3 separate regions of the Mus musculus genome follow, and regions 1 and 3 are each linked to region 2. The links are chromatin contacts, called in public Hi-C and HiChIP or PLAC-seq maps. All regions are on one chromosome and are shown on one strand. The core of a region is the stretch at or near the end of the contact, and the rest is flanking DNA. Distances in the headings are between cores, read along the strand shown. Region 1 holds the start of Fbxo10 (F-box protein 10). Region 2 holds the start of Xpa (xeroderma pigmentosum, complementation group A). Region 3 holds the start of Tomm5 (translocase of outer mitochondrial membrane 5).

What was found. A called contact is a pair of places that touch in the nucleus more often than the background predicts. HiChIP or PLAC-seq counts read pairs in DNA pulled down with a chosen protein or histone mark.
Region 1: a contact with region 2 is called in a Hi-C map of uterus. The contact joins the promoter of Fbxo10 here to the promoter of Xpa in region 2. A contact is called at or near these places in 3 of 39 promoter capture datasets (cranial neural crest, liver and stem cell-derived epiblast-like cells), 1 of 484 Hi-C or Micro-C datasets (uterus) and 1 of 115 datasets of contacts at active chromatin or transcription factors (embryonic stem cells).
Region 3: a contact with region 2 is called in an H3K27ac HiChIP or PLAC-seq map of embryonic stem cells, with 3 times the contacts expected there. The contact joins the promoter of Tomm5 here to the promoter of Xpa in region 2. A contact is called at or near these places in 3 of 39 promoter capture datasets (liver and pre-B cells), 2 of 115 datasets of contacts at active chromatin or transcription factors (embryonic stem cells and large pre-B cells) and 2 of 9 other capture datasets (adipose tissue and liver).

The regions. Positions count from the first base shown.
Region 1 is chr4:45,082,418-45,086,390 of GRCm38.p6, forward strand. It overlaps Fbxo10 (F-box protein 10), which reads right to left and starts at 2,187. Exons shown (of 11, transcript NM_001024142.1): 1 at 2,073-2,187.
Region 2 is chr4:46,194,622-46,198,322 of GRCm38.p6, forward strand. Xpa (xeroderma pigmentosum, complementation group A) reads right to left here and starts at 1,690. Exons shown (of 6, transcript NM_011728.2): 1 at 1,428-1,690. The coding sequence starts at 1,599.
Region 3 is chr4:45,106,851-45,110,523 of GRCm38.p6, forward strand. Tomm5 (translocase of outer mitochondrial membrane 5) reads right to left here and starts at 1,263. Exons shown (of 2, transcript NM_001099675.1): 1 at 1,063-1,263. The coding sequence starts at 1,183.

The sequences.
Region 1 (3,973 bases), core at 937-3,436, 1.1 Mb before region 2:
CGAGCTCAGGCTGATTCACCATCTGCATCTTTCCAGAGGTCCACGGACCTGACCCTCGCACCTGACGATACCCTTAGTCTTATACCACAGCTCCGCATCTGCATCATCACCACCATCATCACCACCACCACTGCTGCCACCATTATCACCACCACCAATGGGATGGGCCAAAAAAGGATTCTACATTCTCCCATGTCTATCTTTATTTCATTGGCTCTCATTCCCATCCCATCCCTCTTCACACTGTCACTTGTTGAAGAGCAGGAGGAAAGGAGGAAATAAGAAAAGGGAGAATATGTCTGCACTGCAACTGGAAAAAGAAAAAAAAAAAAAAACGAAACAAGCCAGAACGACAGACGAGTGACTGGTGGTTGGCCACACAGCTCAATAGCTACCGGTGCCATCATGTAAACGTAATTCCCCTGATAACCATGGAAACCAAAATGAAGGCACCGTGTTGAGGGCTGCTCTCTTTAGATATCTAAAAACAATAAGAGGCCAGAGACCAGAGAGACAAAGAAATCCAGGCATTCCAAGCCAGAGGAAATCCTTTCCTAAAAGCTCTGACAAAGTGTGCCATTTTCTCCCGTCTCCAAATCTCAGCAAGCTTCCACCAGGACTGGAGACCTGACAGGGATCATGAAACAATTCAAGCCTCTCCTGTGTGCTGGTCTCCTGGGGCCAGATGCTATGAGGCCAGCTCTCTGGGAGCTGAAAGCTTATTGTTATCATAAAACATACCGCAAACCAGCAGAGGGGCACAGACACACACAGACATGGACTCACGTGAGCACACGCGCGCGCGCACACACACACACACACACCTGTGTGTGCACATACAGACTTTTATATAACTAACATAGCTAGCTATGCAAACAGCTCCATGGGGGCAGACACCATTGTCTGGATCTTGTTGCCAGAATAAACGAACAGTTGAGTTAGAACATAGGCAAGCTCAAGCATTCTTTCTACTACCCAAGGCCAACAGTGTTGATGGCTGAGCAAAATCAAAGTCCTGGCCTCGTTCTTGGTCTAGCTTCTCTGTGTGCAGGAGACGGCTGGATTCCATGGGCTCCTAGGCATCTTCCAGTAGACAGTCAATCACCCTACTGTATTTTTTTTTTTTTTTTTTTTTTTTTTGTGATAGCACATGCCTGACAGTTTTCTTTCCCCTCAGAGGGAATCTGATACCCATCTGCTCAAGTAAATTAGCGTTCCCATCCTGCCTGACTCATTCGGTAGGAACAACAGGTTCACATGCCAATATGAAACAGAAGGCAAAGGGGGCCTGGGAAAGGGGAGAGGGCTCCTCAGCCAAAACGACACATTTTTCAGAATCACATTCACAGAGGACGGTGTGCTTACTGCGAGAAAGACGTCTATCATGGACTCCTAGATTGCTATTTTAACAATGCTCACACGGAGAGTGCTCTCTAAGGAGTCCTCAACGTTTCCTGCTTAATCCTCACAGCAACCTCGGGCCGAAGAATTCATCTCTACTTTTATTTATTTATTTTTTTTTTCCATTTTTTATTAGGTATTTAGCTCATTTACATCATCTCTACTTTTAACAGAAGCACCACCGACGTGGCTCAAGGTTGCCTGGCTAGTGGGTGGTGGATGGAACTAACACCAACTCCGGAGTTCTGGCTCTCCAAACGGCTCTGCCATCAGTGCAGGAGGGAGGCCGGGCAGGGGGTCGTCCCCTCTTCCTTCAAAGATTTGCGGAAACCGAGTCTCCGCGACTTGTTAAAACCAGACCCACTGGGTGCGCGACTGCACGCTCTCTCCTGCATCCCAGGTGAAGGCTAGCAAACCGCAAAATCGCATTCATTCTCTCAGACACTTGCAAAGCCCTGGGGCTGGAGGCGACCGCGGGTGGGTCCGGGGTGGGGGCGGACGGGGGCACAGCTCTCCCGGAGCTCCGGCAGCCGAGGCCCCCCACCTCCCGCAGTGCCCCCAGGCCCGGTCCCCGCACCCCAGCCAAACGCTGGGCCCACGGAGGGACCGAGCGGCCGGTGAGCCTGGAGCATCCGCGGGCTCCCGAGAAGCCTCCTTCCTGCGCCTCTTACCTCAGGGAGCGGCGCTGCCCGGCCGCGGCCGCGACGCCCTGGAAGCCGCAGGGCTGCCGGAGGACTGCGGCGCTCGGCCACAGCGGGGTCCGACTTCGCCGCGAGCCCCGCCCCCGGTGGCTGTCACGTGACGCGGGTGTAGGGCTGGCCTGCGAGCGCGCGCGGCCGTGAGACTGGAAGGAGGGCGGGGCGAGCGGGGCTCGGCGATGGAGGGCGAGCGTGGCCTCCGAAGGGGTGGGAACAGCATCGTGGGCGGGAACTGCCGGAGGCTCCTAGGGGCCTGGAAGCGGGCGGATCCTTCCCATCACCACTATAGCCTAACAGCACCCTGGGCTCCGTGCATATGAGCACATAGGAGCTGGAGTCACCCTGAGCCCAGCTAGAAGTCAGGAAGGACTTGGGGCCATGGGTGGGTTGTGTGGAAAACGTTTGGCACAACGCAAATGATGTGTGTAGTACCTGTTGCACCAACTACTAGTTATGGGCCCAAGAGAACAAAGCGGTGGTGGCTCCTGTTCTGAAATCCACTCTGTGGCGGAGAGGATAAACCGGAAAAGCTGTTTAAGTCCATATGTATTTAAAATTATATGAAGTACATGAAAAGAGCTCTTTGGTTGAAAACTAGGGTTTGAGGAATGTGATGACCTCATGAGAGTAGCTATGTGAAAGAGGCCAGAGAAAGCTCCTGCGCTGAGGGAGACAAGACGACTCCTAAGAAAAAATATTTTTTTTGTAGATTTTTTTTACTTTTATGCGTATTTTATGCACCTGATTTATGTGCACACAGGGGGCCCTGGAAGCCAGAAGAGGGAGCCGGAGCCCTTGGAACTTGAATATAGACAGTTGTGAGCCACCAAGTGGATCCTTTGCAAGAGCAATAAACCTCCTGACTAGTAAGCTGTCTCTCCAACCCTGTATCCCACCATCCCGAGGTCTTAGATAAAAGGGTATTAGAGGTCATCAGTATTTCATAAGCCATGATAAAGGAAGCCATTGAAGGGGGAGAATGCAGGTGTTCGATACTCTGTGCTGAGAAGACAAGAGAAGTAGAGACTGGCCTGAAGTACTGGAAGTGGATATGGGGGCACACACACGGATCTGAGACAGTTTTGCAGTAAAGTCAAATTTGGGGGGGGTGTTGTTTTATGCAGTGGTTAAGGCAAATTCAGGGTCTTGCACATGCTGAGCAAGTGCTACCCCCCTGTACCCCCTGTACCCCCCTACATCCCAGCCTTCAACGATTCATTTGTTTAAACCCCAAACAAAACACCTAGACCCAAACCCAACAATTGAATGCTGACCGAGAGCTGTTCAGCAAGCACACAGATGTAGTGGAAAGGCCATGCTTAGACGTCGCTTACGTTTGGCAAACCGATCGCACGTCTAATCCTTTGAAAAGTGGCCCATTGTATGAAACCAGCAGGCTGAATATGAATTTCAATACCCAATTAAAAGCCTGAGTTCCTGGATTTGTGCTATCAAACATTATTGTTTGTGTTGGCATTTCTCTAAAAAGGTTAGGACATTCAAAGGACAACAATGGGGCCCGTCTAACACAGCATGCTGTCTGTCTTCTTCATCTGTCCAAAGGTGCCACGGGGGCGGGGGGATTTTATTTCTTGTATAAACATTTAAACGTCAAGACAGTGGCGTTTTATTTAAGATTTACTTATTTTTATTTTATGCGTAAGTGTGCTTTGGCTACATGCATGTCTGTGCACAAGAACAGTATTTGTAAGCGACTGGTTGCTCCTCTCTTCTTACCCTCATCTGTCTGGCGCAGGCCTCCATCCCACCATGTGTGTAATGCTCTTGTCTCTTGACTTCTCTACTTCATTTGACTGGAGTGGGCTTGCTCACCTTAGCAGCCTGGCATGTCATTCGTATTTATAGCAAATGAA
Region 2 (3,701 bases), core at 440-2,939:
AGATACGGAACTCACTTGCTTCCAAGGGCAACAACACTTACCAGGTAGACTGACCGACCCTGCCTAACTTCGGCTATTTTTCTTTTTCCAACCCAGGGTCTTGAGCACACCAGGCAAGCACTTGACTACTGAGAAACATCCATGGCTCTCCTAGTTTTCAGAGTCCAGGCCTCCCTAACTTGCTCAGGCCGACCTGGAACTCTAGCCCTGGCAGTTCTTGAACTCAAGATCCTCCTGTCTCAGCCTCCCCAGCAGCTCTGGTCACAGGCCCAGCAATCAGGCTACTACTTCGGCTACTTCTAGCTTTCCTAGTGCTCTGGACTTCTCGTGTGGAACTGAACTATACTGTCTCTGCACTTGCCAGGCTGTCTGACGTTGTAGAAACTCTCATGACTCTAGACGTTGCCAGCAGGTAGATGGACATTGGTAAGCCATTTATCCAACAGTGTCCATCCGCCTACAAATAATGAGAAACTGAGGGTGCAATTTCGGACTTACAAGATCTGCACTATAACCAACAAAGATAATGAAAAGTACTTTTTACTTTACAAAATGGTAAGTAAGGGCTTTCGATTTATTTTGAAAGATTCAAATCTAAGCTAGTTAGTTACAAGCCAGCTCTGCTGGTCAAGAGCAACAAATCAAATTCAATGGCAAGTCTAAAGGTACAAACAGCCATAAAATATACGCATTATTATTTATACCTGCTGCCAAAACAAGTACTTAACACACACACACATATGTGTGTGTATATATATATAAATATATACATACATATGTGTGTATATGTATATATGTATATACATACACACACACACACACACACACACACACACACACACATATATATATATATAGTGGAGTTGTGAAAGAGGGATTGAAAAGAAGTAAATTACTTTTGTAGAAATAACTCGGGTGAATTACTCCAAAGAGCAATACCAGCAGCCTAAAGCACAACGGACATTAAAACCGGAAAACAGCAAGACAGGGGCTACCCTAAAATGCCAAGTATAGCCAAAATGAACCCAGGGCAACATGCCACTCAGTAAAACAGGGTTACCAAGCCCTGCCCTTTCCATTTTCCAAGGTGTCCATAAGAATACAATAGAGTAACTCCCAAGTGCTAGGCTCTGCGAGTGTTATTCTACTTTGAGCCCTGGAAGGCGCGGCCCATGTAAAAGACTGGGTCAGGGTCAGTTCTGCTGGGTGCTGGCCTGGGAGACGGCGCAGGCTGAAAGCTCTGCACCATAGACGTGCCGGGCAAAGGGCACGACAGGGAAGGCCAGGGACCACAGAGACGCGGGCGTGCTCGGCTGTTCCCGCACACCGAGCCAGAGCGGGCGGCCAAGGCGCAGCGGGAAGGCCCGGGATGCGGTCACAAACCCGCGGGAGGGAGGCCCTACGCGCGCCCGTGGAGGGGACCCCACCTCCGGTGGCCGCCGCCGCGGGGTAGGGCCGCGCAGCCAGCCGAGCCTGGCGCAGCATCAGTGCCCGCTGTCGCTTCCGCTCCACGCTCGCGCGTACGGCGGCCGGCAGCTGCGCGGGCTCGTCCGCGGCCACGGGCTCAGGTGACGTCTGCTTTTCCTCGGCCGTCGCCATCGCCTACACACTCCGTAGGAAGGGAACGCGTATTGTTGGTGAACAGCGGAGCCACAAGTACCCGGCCCTACTCCATCACCAGGCAAGGAGAAGAGCTACGCATGCGCAGTCGAGGAGTCCTGGTGGAAAAGCCTATGAAGGGCGAGGCAGTACGCCTGCGCAGCCGAGGAGTGGTGGCGGAAGAGATGATAGTGCACTTGTTGACAAACAATCCGGACTAAGCGATGGGGGAGAATCAGGACTTTAAAGTCATCCCTGTGTTCCAGACCAGCCTGAGCTACATGAGACCCTGTCTCCAAAAGTAAAGAGAACATGGAAAAGAGCATTGGGAAAGAATGGCTGTGTGACAGCTAAAAAGCATGAGAAAACAGGAAGGCAACAGAGAAAAGTGGGACGTGGTATGAGCTCCAAACCCAGCTGCGGGCCATGGGTAGAGAGCCAAAGCCATAGCCACATGGAGAGCCAGACAGCCCCATGACAACAGACTGGCCATTCTATACACAAATGAAACCCTTGTTTTCATCCAGTGGGGGAAACGTGATGTGGCAGTGACTCCTCCTGTGTGAGCCATCTTTCCAAAGATGGCTTTGGAAAAGAAATGCACATTGTTACTCCCCGTGTTTTGGACCGATGTGCCAGGGGGCTTGTTCATAGCATAGCTGCTCCCGAAAACCAAAAGCTGGAATCTACCCAAATGTCCATCAACTTTTGAATGGCTAAACAATGCATAGTATTACCATACAATGAACTATTTTTCTTCAAACATGAGAAAAATGAAGCGCTGGTCCATGCTACGACATGACTGAACTTTGAAAATGTTACTCTAAGAGGAAAAAGCCATTCACAAATGCATATGTTTATGTGAAACTCACAGAATAAGCAAGCCCGCCATAACAGAAAGCAGTCCAGAGGTTCCTAGAGTTTGCAGCTAAGGAGTAACCAGGAGGAGATGCTCCTCTGTAGGTATGAGGCTGCCTCCTGAGGTGATGAGAATTCTAGAACTAGACACTCTTGATGATTGTGCAACTCTGTGGATGTATTTTCTGGCCAGAGCAGGGAATCTGAGCACCAGAATTATAAAGAACCCCACCTCCACCCCACCCCTGGGTAGCACCAAACCTTAAGTGGCAGCACCTGTGATGACCACCACAGTCTCTGCACATTTCTGGCTTGGTGGCTGAGGGAATGAGGTAACAGGATCTCCCCCAAAATAACCTCTGAGAGTGGCCAGTGCTCAGAATCCTCTCCCCCACAAAGCACCGAATCTGACAGGTTGCAGGGTGTGGCTCAGGTGCGTCCTGAGCCCCAGTGTTTTGAAACTCTTGGCAACTTGTTCTTCCTTTCCAGGTTAACTCCCTCTCCTTTGGCTCAGGGACTTTTTGTGATAGAGTTTCAGGTAACCAGGTCTGAACTGTGAGCTGGCGCCTCAGCTCAAAGCAGTCTCCCTCTTCAGAAAGGAAGAGTGCTCGCCCTCATCTGTACACTCCACTGGGTGACAAAGGCTACGGGTTTGCTCAGAGCAAAACACATGAGTCACTTGGTGGGGGTACAAAAGGAAAAAGGGCAGGGACAGCAAACCAGGGGCCCTGTCCTTGCCTCTTCCCATCCTGTCTCGAGGAAACCATGACTGTATCCACTTTCCCACATTATACCTCCTTCACCTCCCAGACTGACAGATCCTGACTAAACAAGGAAGCTGCGTAAAGGACAGAGAGCATTGAAACCCCAATGGAACTGAAGGAAAGTAGACTCTGAAAAAGGGAATCCAGGAAGATGGGGTAAGACACGGACAGAGGCCGTGCTCAGACTGTCTCTCTGTGTGCATGACTGGGCTGTTTTTCCTCTGATTCCCTGAGGTTTTGGCCCTTAAATGCAGTCACCTTGGCCATCACTGGCACCCACTCACAACAGAAGCATGTCTTTGAGCAGGTTTTCATGTCACTGAGAGCTCCCGGGCTGAGGACCCAGCACACAGCAATGAATTAGTCCTATTCTTCCTCTCCTGGAGCTTCCGGTCTAATCTGGTCTGGTCACATGACCACCTGTCACACTCTTATCTGAAAGGACTCTCTTCTCCACACCTTGAAGCTCTTTCTTGATAT
Region 3 (3,673 bases), core at 13-2,512, 1.1 Mb before region 2:
AGTGCTGGGATTAAAAGTGTGTGCTACCATGCCCGGTTCTAAATAAAAATCATTAAATAGAATAAATCAGTGCACTAAGCTAACATTTCCTTGAGAGCTCTTGCCTATAAGAGAAGGATGGGAAAGCTAAAGTTTAAAGGGTAAGCAGGATGTTTTGGGTGCTTCCATTTCCCCCAAGATGTCCTGTCCTGGAGGAGCCAGCAATACAGAGAGTACAGCAAAAGAGGCACCCAAATGAGGGAGGCCTTAACTCCAGTCTTCTAAAAATGTTGGTATGTTCTTCAATTATTTGAATCGCTCCTGCCTCTCCCTGCCCAGAAGACTCCCACAGGCAAGCAAGCACTGGACAATAGGAAGAAGTGGTACAGGTGTGGAGGTCAGAGTACAACTTCTGGAAACTGGTTCTCTCCTGCCACCACGTGTGGATCCGGCTCAGGCAACTCAGTGAGCCACCTAGCCAGCCCCTGACTTTTAAATTGACAGTATGGCTTTAACCTTGAGTATGTGTCCTATGAACTCAAGCTCTCACTTGGGGTGAGGTGGCACAGATCAAGCAACTTTTGTTAATGTTGAGATCAAACGCTTCAGAGATTCTCCAAGAAAAACCAATTATTTACTTCACCCTCTGTACAAACAAACATAAAGAAAGCTAATCTCTTGTACTTCAAAGGCAAGCAGAGAGAGAAAGCGCCTGCTACCTTATTAAGAGCTCAGCCGGAATTGTATTCGTTCTCTGAACGGCCAAATGACCTTGGGTCAGCCACCTTCCGGGGACCGTTTCTAGGTTTGCAAAACGAGGGTATTGCTCCGAGGATAACACGTGGGAGCTTCTTAAGCACAAACGTTGGGCGAGCAAAGGTGACTTAACCACGCGTCCTCCGCCACCACGTGCACTGGGCACATCCCCAGGACCCGCAGACCCCCAGAGTGTGCGCAGTTGGGCAGTCCTGGACGTGCAAGCACCCCACTCTCCCCAGGATGCTCAGCTCAAGGCCCCACGACCGCGTGCAGGGTTGGGTGTGGACGCGTGGCCTCACGGTCACAGCCCAGAAGGACACTCACTGACTCGCAGCAGGGCCACGTAGATGAGGAAGTTCCGAATGGAGGAGACCACATCCTCACGCATCTTCCGCTTCATCTCCTCCGGGTCCAACTTGGGCGCGAGACCCTCGATCCGGAACATTGCGGCGGCTCTGCCTCCAAAGCTTGCGAGAGCAGCAGCTTGCTCTCCTCCAGTGGCCGCCCTGCACCCGGAACTTAGCCAGGCTCCACTTCCTGTCCCACCCCTTGTTTCTGTCCTGTGACGGGAACCTGTGAGGGGAAAATTTCATCCTGTCTTCTTGTGTCTGAAGCAAAGAGACCTGAAGGGGGCGGCCGCCGCCTTAAGTCTCTGAGCCTTGGGTGGATCTGGACTGTGTTTTGGTCCCTAGCCGGGAGAGTGCCACCTGTAAAGTTGTTTTATGCTGTAAAGTAGGGAGGTGTGTGCAAAAATATCATTATAAATAATAATAACATTTATGAAGAATCTAAGACAGTACTTCGTGAAATGCACATTTTAGTCTGTCCTTCCTAGGTTTGAAATTTAAAACAACTTAGTTGGGAATGAAGTTCGTTTGCCAAATCGTTTTCTTAGGATGCATGAAGCCCTGGATAGTGTTGCTGTTGTGATAAACACCACCAAAATAACTTAGGAAGGAAAGTGTTTCACCTAACCTGTTAACGTTATCCAGGGAGGCCAGCACTGGAGTTCAAGCTGGAACCTAGAGGAGGGAACTGAAACCAAGCGGAGACGTTGTCTTTACTGGCTAGCTGGCCTCAACCAGCTAACTTACTTTTATTGGTTAGGACCACCTGCCGGGTGGCATTGCCCACAGTGGGCTAAGCCTTCCTCCATCAACTAGTAGTCACACAATGACCCTCAAATTCACCAATAGGACAATCTGGTGGAGGCAATTCCTCAATTGAGGTTTTCGCTTCCTAGGTGTCAAGTTGACAAAAACTAGCCAGCACAGTGCTGCACACACCTGTGTTCCCAGCACTGGGCTGCTGGAAAAAAGGGGTCAAGAGTTGAAGGTCAGGGCAGTGCTGGCTCAAGCACTTGGGAGACACAGGCAGGCAGATCTTTGAGTTCAAGGCCAGCCAGGTCTACAGAGTGAGTTCCAGGACAGCCAGGGTGACACAGAAAAATCCTGTCTCCAGACAAACAAACGAATGAGTTCAAGGTCAAGGTGGAAACAGTGTCTCACACCTGTAATTTCAGCCCTCAGAAGACAGAGGCAAAAGAATTACTGCAAGGTTAGGGGCAGCCTGGGTTACAAAGTAATTACAAGGACAATCTGAAACAAACAAACAATCCCAAGATAAACAAACACAAACAAAAAACAGAGGTCAAGGTTATCACCCTCAGCTAGTGAGCTCAGACTGCTAGTGTCCCAGACACTGAAATTCTAACATTTCCCACATTTTTTTTCTGTACACTCATTTTTTGGAGGTAACTGATCTTTAAATATTCTAATGAAGATCTTGGACTACAGCAAGTATGAGCCCAGATCAAAACTGATCAACACTGGACAGATGAGAGAAAATCAAGTTAGAGTTTTCAGACATGAATGGGACAACTGAATTTTTCACATAATCCAATATCAGAACGTCTCTTTTTGCAGGCACACTGTATAACAACAATGAATTTGGGGTTAAATAAGAATAATACTTGAGGGCTGGTGAGATGGCTCAGTGGGTAAGAGCACCCGACTGCTCTTCTGAAGATCGGGAGTTCAAATCCCAGCAACCACATGGTGGCTCACAACCATCCATAAGGAGATCTGACTCCCTCTTCTGGAGTGTCTGAAGACAGCTACAATGTACTTACATATAATAAATAAATAAATCTTAAAAAAAAAAGAATAATACTTGAAGCCGGGCGTGGTGGCACACGCCTTTAATCCCAGCACTCGGGAGGCAGAGGCAGGCAGATTTCTGAGTTCGAGGCCAGCCTGGTCTACAAATTGAGTGCCAGGACAGCCAGGGCTACACAGAGAAACCCTGTCTCGAAAAACAAACAAACAAACAAACAAACAAACAAAAGAATAATACTTGAGGCCGGCCATGGTGGTGCATGCCTTTAATCCCAGCACTTGGGAGGCAGAGGCAGGCGAATTTCTGAGTTCGAGGCTAGCCTGTTCTACAGAGTGAGTTCCAGGACAGCCAGGACTACACAGAGAAACCCTGTCTCAAAAACACCAAAAAACAAACAAACAAACAAAAAAACTTGACTGTGAGAATGACTGACAATGTTAGCACCTTCCTGATTGACAGAGTGTAAGACCCTGGGGTTAGAGTAAAAAACTCTCGAGTGTTTCTTCAAGCTTTAGTAAGTATTTGCATCTATAATTCAGACAGTGGACAAGCAGAGGCAGCAGTGGTAGGGGAGGGGCTGACTCCTAAGGAAGAGGTCCAGCCTTCATGAGTGCCGAGAAGATCACTCTTGGCAATGCTTCTCCCTGCTCACAAAATCAGGGACAAGTCTCTCTTTCGTGCTCTAAAGTCTCTTCTCACTCTGATCATCTATGCATTTGAATTCTATTTGTGTCATTGAGGGCATAATAGTTTGGAGTGCATGAATGTCAATATATCATCACCCGTGATCAGCTAGTGTGCTGGCTAGATTCTTGTT